Regions from separate parts of the Hordeum vulgare genome. Here region 1 is linked to region 2. Evidence: chromatin contacts called from public Hi-C data. All regions are on one chromosome and are shown on one strand. The core of a region is the stretch at or near the end of the contact, and the rest is flanking DNA. Distances in the headings are between cores, read along the strand shown. Region 1 holds the start of LOC123395508. Region 2 holds the start of LOC123399801 (bifunctional aspartokinase/homoserine dehydrogenase 2, chloroplastic).

Region 1 (4,507 bases), core at 950-3,449, 380 kb after region 2:
ATGATAGTAAATATGTGGTATGAGCAAGTTCATCGCAAAACCTGTGATCCCCTCTTAATAGTGCGGGATCCCTATACTCAATATCAGTAAACTCAAAAGACTAGTCTACATCATCTTTTCTTAATCCCGAGCCTTCTCGAAATATAAATCCCCAATCTTCTCAGACAACCTTTGGCACATAATTCTCAATCTACTAAATTACTTGCCATCCTGAGATACACTCAACAAATAGGATTAGTTTCCTATGTATGTGTTGTCATTAACACCAAAAGACGATTAGGGGCATAGCATGCACTTTCACCTAAGCCCCCGCAGAGTTGGAGGAGATGGGTCTTATCGTCCGACTGGCTAAGCTTTTTGACAGTTTGGGACCTAGCGGAGAATACGTACTTAAAGAGCCCCAGTGGGGGGGGGGGAGGACATCCAATAAAGCACTCGCAAAGGGTGACAAATGCGGCAAGGTGGGCTATTGCGTTCGGAGGAAAATGATGGAGCTGCGCTCCGAAGTGATTCATAATACCTCTGAAGAAGGGGTGGGGAGGCAGGGAGAAACCCCTGAACACGTGGCTGAGCAGCAGGACGCGCTCCCCCTCCTTCGGCGCCGGCTCCGTCTCGCCCTCCGCCGGCAGCCTCCACGACTTGTTGGCGATCATGCCGTGCTCCACTAGCTCCAGCAAGTCGTCCGCCGTCACCGTGGAGGGGAGGAAATCCCCCTGGATCCAACCCGCCGGCAGCGCCCGTTGTCGCCGCTGAGCAGGAGCCCCCCTTCTTCTTCTTCTTCTTCTTTTGCGCTTCGAGTTTGTTGGTCTGCCCCTTCGTCATGGTGAAGGCAACATATCCGCAGAGGAGGAGAGGAAGGAGGAGGCTTGGGGCGCGCAGGGAGCTGCGGGAGGAGCGAGGTTAATGCGAGGAAGAAGAGCAGTGCAACAAGAGATCCCCGTCGGAAGGGCTTAAATAAGCTTCCGACTGAGTCGCTAACAGGTGGCCCCGAAATCTTATCCCCCCGACCGGCTGCTGCGATGTTAGTGGAGAAGATAACGGCGCGGTAATTGAGGCGGCAGAAACTACTCGATGGCGATGTCGTCATCCCCGCTGAGCGCGTGGCAACCGAAATTTGAGAATCCCGGAAAATCCGCCGCTGTCAGTTTGACCGGTCACATCGAAAGATTCCGCGGAAGCACTCGGTCCCTGACGGTTCGTTTCACTGGTATATTCACTCGGATCACTGGTCGAAAGGATAAAATGGATCGAGGCAAACAACGCCAAAGTCACATCCATACCAGTCGGATCCGTACTCCAGGCATCACTTCATCGTTCCAACCATGATCCATTCGGGGACTAATGATGGGGTTATAGTCCCAGGGTAGGGTCATAGGCCTGCCCTATAGGTCCTACCCAAGGACTACCCTTCATAGAGGACAAGGCCCTTAGACAGTTCCGACTGAACTAAGGACTCCCCCATCATCCAGTCGGTGACGAGCACTCGGAGCGTATTTAAGTACCGACTGAATTCCACTCTGTACATCGTAACCTCCCAGGAGGGCAACGGTCATACGTTTTCATACACCATTATTAGCATTTAAGGCATACGTTACCTGTAACGTAGGCATTTATTCGCCACTATACCACCCCTGTCCACCGGGCCGTTGTGGAGGGCAGCGCACTCTATATAAGCCGCCCTTCCCCACTGGTGCATGGGTTGACTTTTACTGTAATCCTATATTTCACTCGACACTAAGCTTCCAAGAGCACTGAGACGTAGGGCTTTTACCTCCACCGTAGAGGGGCCTGAACTCATACATCCTCGCCATAGCTAAGGCTCTGCCCATCCTTTCGTACCCTACACATCTACTGTCAGACTTATACCCACGACACCCATCAAATATACCTAAGTTTGTAACAAATAATTAGTTAGATCATTGCTCTTTATGTACACAACTTTCTATTATGTCTTTTATCATCTTACAACATCAAAACTGAAGTGGATTTCAAATACTTTTTGATTGCTATGTGCTATCATTTCTACATATGCAAAATTTGACATGCATTATGTCTGTATATACAGTTGATAAAAAATTCATGGCCCGTGATATCACGCGAACACTCTACTAGTAGTTTTTTTGAACGTTCCATATTTTTTAGGATGCCACGCAGAAAAATAAAATAACCAGGCTTGGTATTATTCCTGACCGGCCTGGCCCGGCCCGGAACTTCGCGATCCCATCTGACTTTCTTTCTGCTCCATTCGTGTTCACCACCACCACCACACCCGTCTCCCCGGAAACCCCACAGAACCCTGCAACCACCTCCGCGCGCCGCCGCTCGCCATGGCTGCCGCCGCCGCCGGGGCAGGCGGCCGCCCGTGGCGCGTGATCCCGCGGCCGGTTATGGAGACCGTCCTCCACAACCACGCCCTCCACCCGCGCGTGCCGCAACCGCTGCTCCTCCACGGCCCCCGCGGCGTCGGCAAGTCCACGCTCCTCCTCAACCGCCTCCTCCCTCAGTGGTCCGAGCCCCCGCACTACGCCGCCTTCGTAGACTTCCTCCACCCCTCTCCCAGTTCCCCTGCTCATGCGCCCTGGTCTCTCCTCGCCGACACGCCTCCTTCCCTGCCCTCCCTCCGCCTCCGGCTCGAGTCTGCGCTGGAGGAACTCACCCGCGCCGCTGTACTCCGAGGTGCCGTCGGTTCCAAGGACGTGCTCGCCGCGCTCTCGCGGTCCCACGGCCTCCACACCGTGCTCTCTCGCCTGGCGGGTCCTGCCTCCCGCCGCGGCCAGGCAACTAACTCGGTTCCGGTGCTCTGGGCGAGGGCTGTCCTAGCTGCAACCTCCTCGGCCCGTGGTGACGACCCCACCTTCCGCATTGGCGAGGGGGAGGTACCGAACTGCTCCATGGAGGAGAGGGCGTACATGCAGGAGGCCATGGCGGCGCTGCGGGTGGCCAAGGAAGTTCTCGGGATGCAGGAGGGGTGGAGGAAGGAGGCGGTGCGGGAGATGAACAGGACAGGCCGGTTCTCCCGTCCACTGGCCAATTCAGCCACAGACTGGCCATGCCTCCTGCTGGATGTGTTGTCAGGCGCAGCCGAGGAGGATTTTTTCCAGGTAGAATTTTGTGTGATTTTCAGTTGGTGCGAGGGTTCATGAGGACAATGTGAGGTAGTGTGTCAGTGATGACATTGTTGATTTGCAGCCAAAGCTGGTGCTGAACAACGTCGATGCCCTGAGGAAGGCGATATGCGAGGACGATACAATGGTGCCTGCAGCTGTGTACCATGACAGCTTCATTTGGAGGGTGATAGCACTCGGTGCTAATGAACAGTGCTTACCGGTCATTATGTCCACGTCAGATGGGTAAGAGTCTGCCTGTATGTTTCTGCATGCTATGTTTGATGAATGTTGCATTACTTGAATGAACAGAATGCATAGAGACTAAATGAATGCTCAAAGACTTGTAAGTTGCAACAAGATCGAGAAATTTGTATTGCCTTAGCATAAGGTTTTGATCTACTTTGTTGATTTGTTGTACAATCCACAATAAGGATGCACAATTTATCTGTTGATTCAAATGCTAAGATCACTCTCCATGTAAATCGGTAATATTAATATTCCTTTTGAAATCTTTGCAGATACTATTCTTCCCAAGCATTCGTCGATTTTGGTTTTCCTAATATCTTCATTTCTCGTGAGGTATGCTTAATTTACTTTTGGACAGTTGTGCTTTGTCCTCGTTTTCCTGAAGTCATGATTACTTTATACCACAGACGTTTGGTTGGACACCACAAGAAGCTAAGCTGCATATGGTTTCTGAGTTCTTCAGTGAACAGGAGGTAGTAAGATTTTATACTCGCTAATTCCGTTTCTTTTCTCCCTTGTGCAAACTGCGTGCATAATTTCCTTCTGATGTTTATTGAAGTTATAGTGGAAAGTCGTTGATGAGCTTCTTGGACCAAACCCACGACAATTATGTGAGATATATATGCTGAAACAGAAGGCGAATGGCCCAGAGTAAGTAACATTACCGCTTTTATCAATTAATTCTATACACTGTCGCTTACAACGGAAGTGTTTGAAGTCTTCAGTCCTTGAGCCTTATTGTTTTCAAACATAACACTCCCACTGTTCTTAAATCCATGTCGTTTCAGACATGGACAGTCTCTAACACCCAACTTTAACTGTTACTTCTCATCCCATACAAATATCTTAGTAAGAAACTGATAAACTATAATATTATAAAATGATGAATCTAATAGTACTAGTTTTACATGATAAATCTGAATATTTTCTTTATATATCATCAGTCAAAATTAAAAAGTGTGATTGCAGACATCATCTATTTCCTCATGGAGGTAGTAATCTTTAGCAGGTTAATAGTTTGCAATTAGGTCTATTGAGTGGCAGAGTTTCATCATATTTTCAGGATTCCAAACATAGTATATTAAGAGCATCAACCTCAGTCTGTTTGGCACTGCCACGCGTTCATACTTCATGTTACTGTTATTGTTGTTTAA
Region 2 (4,737 bases), core at 909-3,408:
TTGGACTTTGATCTCAGGTCAGTTTGGGCTCAGCCCGTAACCAAGCCTTTGACCAGGTCTGGATATATCAAAATGCAGACCAAATTATAGTGTTTAAGAAATAGTGTTGGTGGATAGAGTTGAAGATTTAAAATATTTTTTGATACATCAAGTTGGTTAACGATTTTTTATTGCAAAGGGTATGGTAGTGCTAATTTAGAGTTCTTGAACAATAAAAACAATGGCCTGATGGAAGGCAAATTACCAGCAGCTGGTGTGAGCAGATTCTTAGAACCATGTCTTGGCAAATTTCCTCCTAACCTGAACAAGATAGTGAAACAAATAAGGGATACTAGCTGAAATTTGGTGAGGCATAACTGACATCAAATTAGAACTAGTGAAGAAGCACAATATCTATATGGTAAAACTTTATGCAGATATAGCACAAGAGTTCGGAAGTTAATTACTCCGGAAAGGTTGAGAATATTTTCTAGGGACAATGTAGTCGGCGACTTTGAGAAGATAAGAAATGGAAGGTTGAGCATGCAACTGGTGCTTGAAATACCAGGTGGAGCAATTAAATGGTCAAATGACAGCAGCATCATTATTCGTTCAAAATTTGGGTATTGGGTAAATATAAGCCAGATCATTTCTAGTTGAAAGGAAATTAATTAAGTCAGAACAACATTCACTGCACAAAACACTACCTTAGAGCTCCCAAAGGTCGGTCCTGATTTATCTCACACTTCAAACATTGTGAAATTACTTCCCTGAAGATTTATCAAGCAGCTTAACGTCAGTGTAACATGAGATGGACTGAAAGAGCGGCAGTGAAAACTTCCAAATAAAACAAATAGTGATAGGGGTGCAGAATGTCAGATCTAAGAAGATACAACATGGTAACAAAAATCTACATTAACTAACTTATCTCCACTGGAAGTTCACAATCATGTTGTCGATGCAGAATGCATCAGTAGTAATCCATTTGTTTTATAACTTTAGTAGACTGGTATATGGGGCACAAGTTTCAAACTGTGACTGTGAAGATGAAAACGGTATGAAATGGGCATTTCTTGATCCATAGCTCGATGTTCATTACTTCGAATTCTGTTGGAAAACTCCAAGCAAATGAACTATCCATTTCATGCTTCCGGACCTTGCTTAAAAGATACAAACATCCTGACCAGGTCAAGACCACCTCCTAACGACTATCATTACACCATGTGTAAGAGTATGAGTATACATGGGTTGTTGTGTTCATACTAGTACGATGCCCACAAATCACATCTTAGATTGACTTGACTATTGATATACCCTTATTCAACAAGTTCCATTAGCAAATCATTACCCCCGACATTCAGAAATATGTGAAATTTTAAACATGGGCGCATTACCAACATAAACCTTTGACTGTTCCTTTTTATATTTGTATTTTTTTCTTTTACTTTTTATATTTGTATGTTAGTAAACAATTATTCTAAATATGTACTATGAAAATATTTTTCCTGGCAAAACTAATAATGCTATTTTCACCCAACCAATATAGGTTATAATAATTTTTCGTATATTGGTGGTCAGTGACTCGGTGTTAAAACAGTTTTGACTGCAGGCGTTAAAGGAAGCCATGCACTTGCCCAAAACAGAGGAAGTAATATCTTTGACAAGCTTAGATGCTGTCCATTTCTGTTCAATAAAATCAAGCAAGTCTATCCACGCCGTAGATAGCACAGATTCCTGATGTCTGCGCCTCATCAGAGCATCGTCATACTACCAAACACGTAAGCCCCGTTTACTAGGCAATCTAAACAATATCCCCCCAATGAAACCCAGGAAAATCGCGCCCACGGTCAATACATTATCAGCGTATAAGATCGCCGCCAGCACTCGACGTGGTCGAATCGGGGAGCGCCGTCGGAGCTAGTCGTGCCGCAGAAGGACCCTATCGACGCTAGCGGCCAAGGAAATGATGAGAGGTCACGAACCTGCCGGAGGCGGACGGCCGGAGCCTCCGTCGATGGGCGGCGGCTGTCGGGACGGGGCTCGCGACGGCGAGGCTCCGCATCTCGCGGCGGGGCGAGGCGGCGCGGAAGGCGGGGAGGAGAGGGGGCTCGGAGTGGCGAGGGAGGAGGCTACAACGGGGAAAGGCTAGACGCCAAAAACCCTGCTTTAACCCCCCGCGCGCAAGCCGCCGCTATCACGTTGTCGAAGCAAATATAATATTCACTGATCTTTTTGTTTTTTTTAGAAAATTCACGATTTATTTTTCTTTCTTAGTGTTCGCCCACCGGGCATGAAATACCGTCGCTTGGGGGCAAACCGGCACTAAAATCGGTTTGAAGGGGCTCGGGTTCCCACACGCCCCCAAGGTCCAAAATTTTCATGCTATTATTACACTAACTTGTTACCCATACTAACTAAAATACTCATATTATCAAAAATACCCATACTATCCGAGTTATTCATATCAAAAGTCGATGCATGCTCAGAATATTTTGGGTATTTTGGGTACCCGAACCAAAATTTTGGGTAATTTGGGTTCGGGTAATTTTTTGACAGAAATAATTTTGGTTTTCATTTTTGAATACCCGAATTACCCATAAACCGAACTACCCGAACCGAAATAACCAAAATACCCGAATGCCCAGGCTGACTTATGGAGATGCCTCTTCATAGCACCTATCTCACATAAGTGCACACCTAGCACGATTAAGCACTAGGCGTTCTGCTGTCGCCTAGGGCCTATGCATGCTTAAGCGCACGCCTAGGCATGTTTTTGGATCAAATTCGAAGAAATTGACTCGATTTTGAATGAAACTTAGGCGATTTCATTTAAATTTGTACAAATTAAAAAAGTACATAAAAACATTAAAAAAACTATGTCGCCGCCGTCGCCATCATGCGTGTTGTCCTTGCTACAGCCTTATGTGGATCATCGCTGCGGACGGGGGCGATTTGCGCCGGCGCCTCCTCGTCGCTGTCGTCGAGGATGATGACGCCACCCTCTTCGTGACTGCGACGTCGTGCGGCGATCTTCTCAAAAGCGCGGCGCTGACACTCCATCTCCTCCCGAACGTAGTCGTTGCACGACCACTTCAGGCCGATGTCAAGGTCGGCGGCCATCTCAACATGCTCGTGCTTGATGACCACCGGCGACGGCGTCATCTCCTTTTCCTTCTTCGGCCTGATCAGGCGAAGGTGGCCACAGGGAGGCGAAGGTTGGCGGCGGCCCTAGTTTATAACGAGGTTGCCACCATGGCCGCGGCGGCGCTCTGACGTCTCTTGGGGCTCGGCCTTCACGGTGGCGAGCTGCGGCGACGTGCCGAAGGAGCGGGAGGAGGACCCCGTCATTCGCCTCAGCAACCACGAGCTCCTGCTGCGACGCGAGAACGATGGCGCCGGGTACTTCAACAGCGGCTCGTTGCTGCCCTTGATGTGCTCGAGGACGGCGTGGAGCGTGCGCTCGGGGACGCCTCACCACCGACGGCGGACGTTAGAGTTGTGGTGCCCCCTTGGCGCCAGAAATCCGTTGGTGGAGGCAAGTTGGCCGGTGTGGCGGCGCTCGAAGTACGTCGTCCATAAAGGAAAGTTGTCGGTGGCGTATCTTTCTTCCTGCCGCGCATGCTCCAGCAAGGACGCCCGGATGCGCGTGACCTCACCGCGGCGTTCCACAACGGATGGTGGAGGGGCATGGGGACGCCTCCGCCGCTCAATCTCCAAGCGCCCGGCACGCCCATGTGTGGCAGCGCCGGGTAGTTGGCCTCGCGGAGGGCGTGCGTCTCCCACTCATGCAACATCCGGCGGTCGAAGTCGTTTGCAGCCACTCTGTCACCGGGGAACCTCTCCGCCATGGACTGGGGAAAGTTTCCGATGGCGAAGGCGAGAGAGACGGGAAAAGAGGATGGAGGACGGAGTGTGCGGCGAGCGGCAGCTACGCGCGGCTTTTATAGTGGGGAAGGGGCGGGAACGGTATGCACGCGTGGTGGGAAAGGGCGTGACGCGCGGCGGCGTGCCATCACTGCGCCGCCATACCTTGGAATCTGACGCATTGAATCGGCGCGGGAGTCAAGGCGACGAGGAGGGCGGACGTTCTCGGCGCAGAAGGAATTTGGCGCGATTTGTTTTCGCGCCTAATTTCTTTCCCCCAGCGCCCCCAGATGCCACCGCGTGATGGGTTCGGCCTCGGTTCGCCAGCGCCAATTTCGACCAAAACCGGCAAAAAACAAGGTCCTGGAGGCGCGAGTGGGTGGATTTTTTAGAACCGGCGACAAAAAAGAGTCCTGGGGGCCTGTTGGGGCCGCGACTGGAGATGCTCTTATGGCATCTCAAACACGCTAAGATGCAAACTGGCGCCCCCTCGGTTTGCGAATAGGGAGACCAATACTGAGGTGGCTATCCAATGTTGCTCACATATACTCCCCCGTTAGTATAAATTTTTGTAGAGATTTTAGTAAGAACTACTACGGATGAATATAGACATATTTTGGAGTATAGATCCGCTCTATTTGCTCCGTGTGTAGTCTCTATTGGAATCTCTATAAAGACTTATATTTAAAAACAAATGGAGTATTTCATTCATTATTTGAAAACCGGACGAACTTCATTCAAACCAGATTATATTCATATAAACCAGACGAGGACATTTACATTTCGGTCATATTTTAACTATAAAATATATCGTACTAAGGCAATACTAGTCTATCACCATCATCAGTGGATATACATTCCCACGTCATGGATATCCTAAACTAGTCTATGGCC

What was found. A called contact is a pair of places that touch in the nucleus more often than the background predicts.
Region 1: a contact with region 2 is called in a Hi-C map of leaf, with 5 times the contacts expected there. The contact joins the promoter of LOC123395508 here to the promoter of LOC123399801 in region 2. A contact is called at or near these places in 3 of 6 Hi-C or Micro-C datasets (all in leaf).

The regions. Positions count from the first base shown.
Region 1 is chr5H:379,127,024-379,131,530 of MorexV3_pseudomolecules_assembly, forward strand. It overlaps LOC123395508, which reads left to right and starts at 2,200. Exons shown (of 12, transcript XR_006609774.1): 1 at 2,200-3,101; 2 at 3,190-3,350; 3 at 3,626-3,686; 4 at 3,761-3,826; 5 at 3,919-4,004.
Region 2 is chr5H:378,742,808-378,747,544 of MorexV3_pseudomolecules_assembly, forward strand. LOC123399801 (bifunctional aspartokinase/homoserine dehydrogenase 2, chloroplastic) reads right to left here and starts at 2,159. Exons shown (of 19, transcript XM_045094183.1): 1 at 1,962-2,159; 2 at 687-749; 3 at 245-300. The coding sequence starts at 2,041.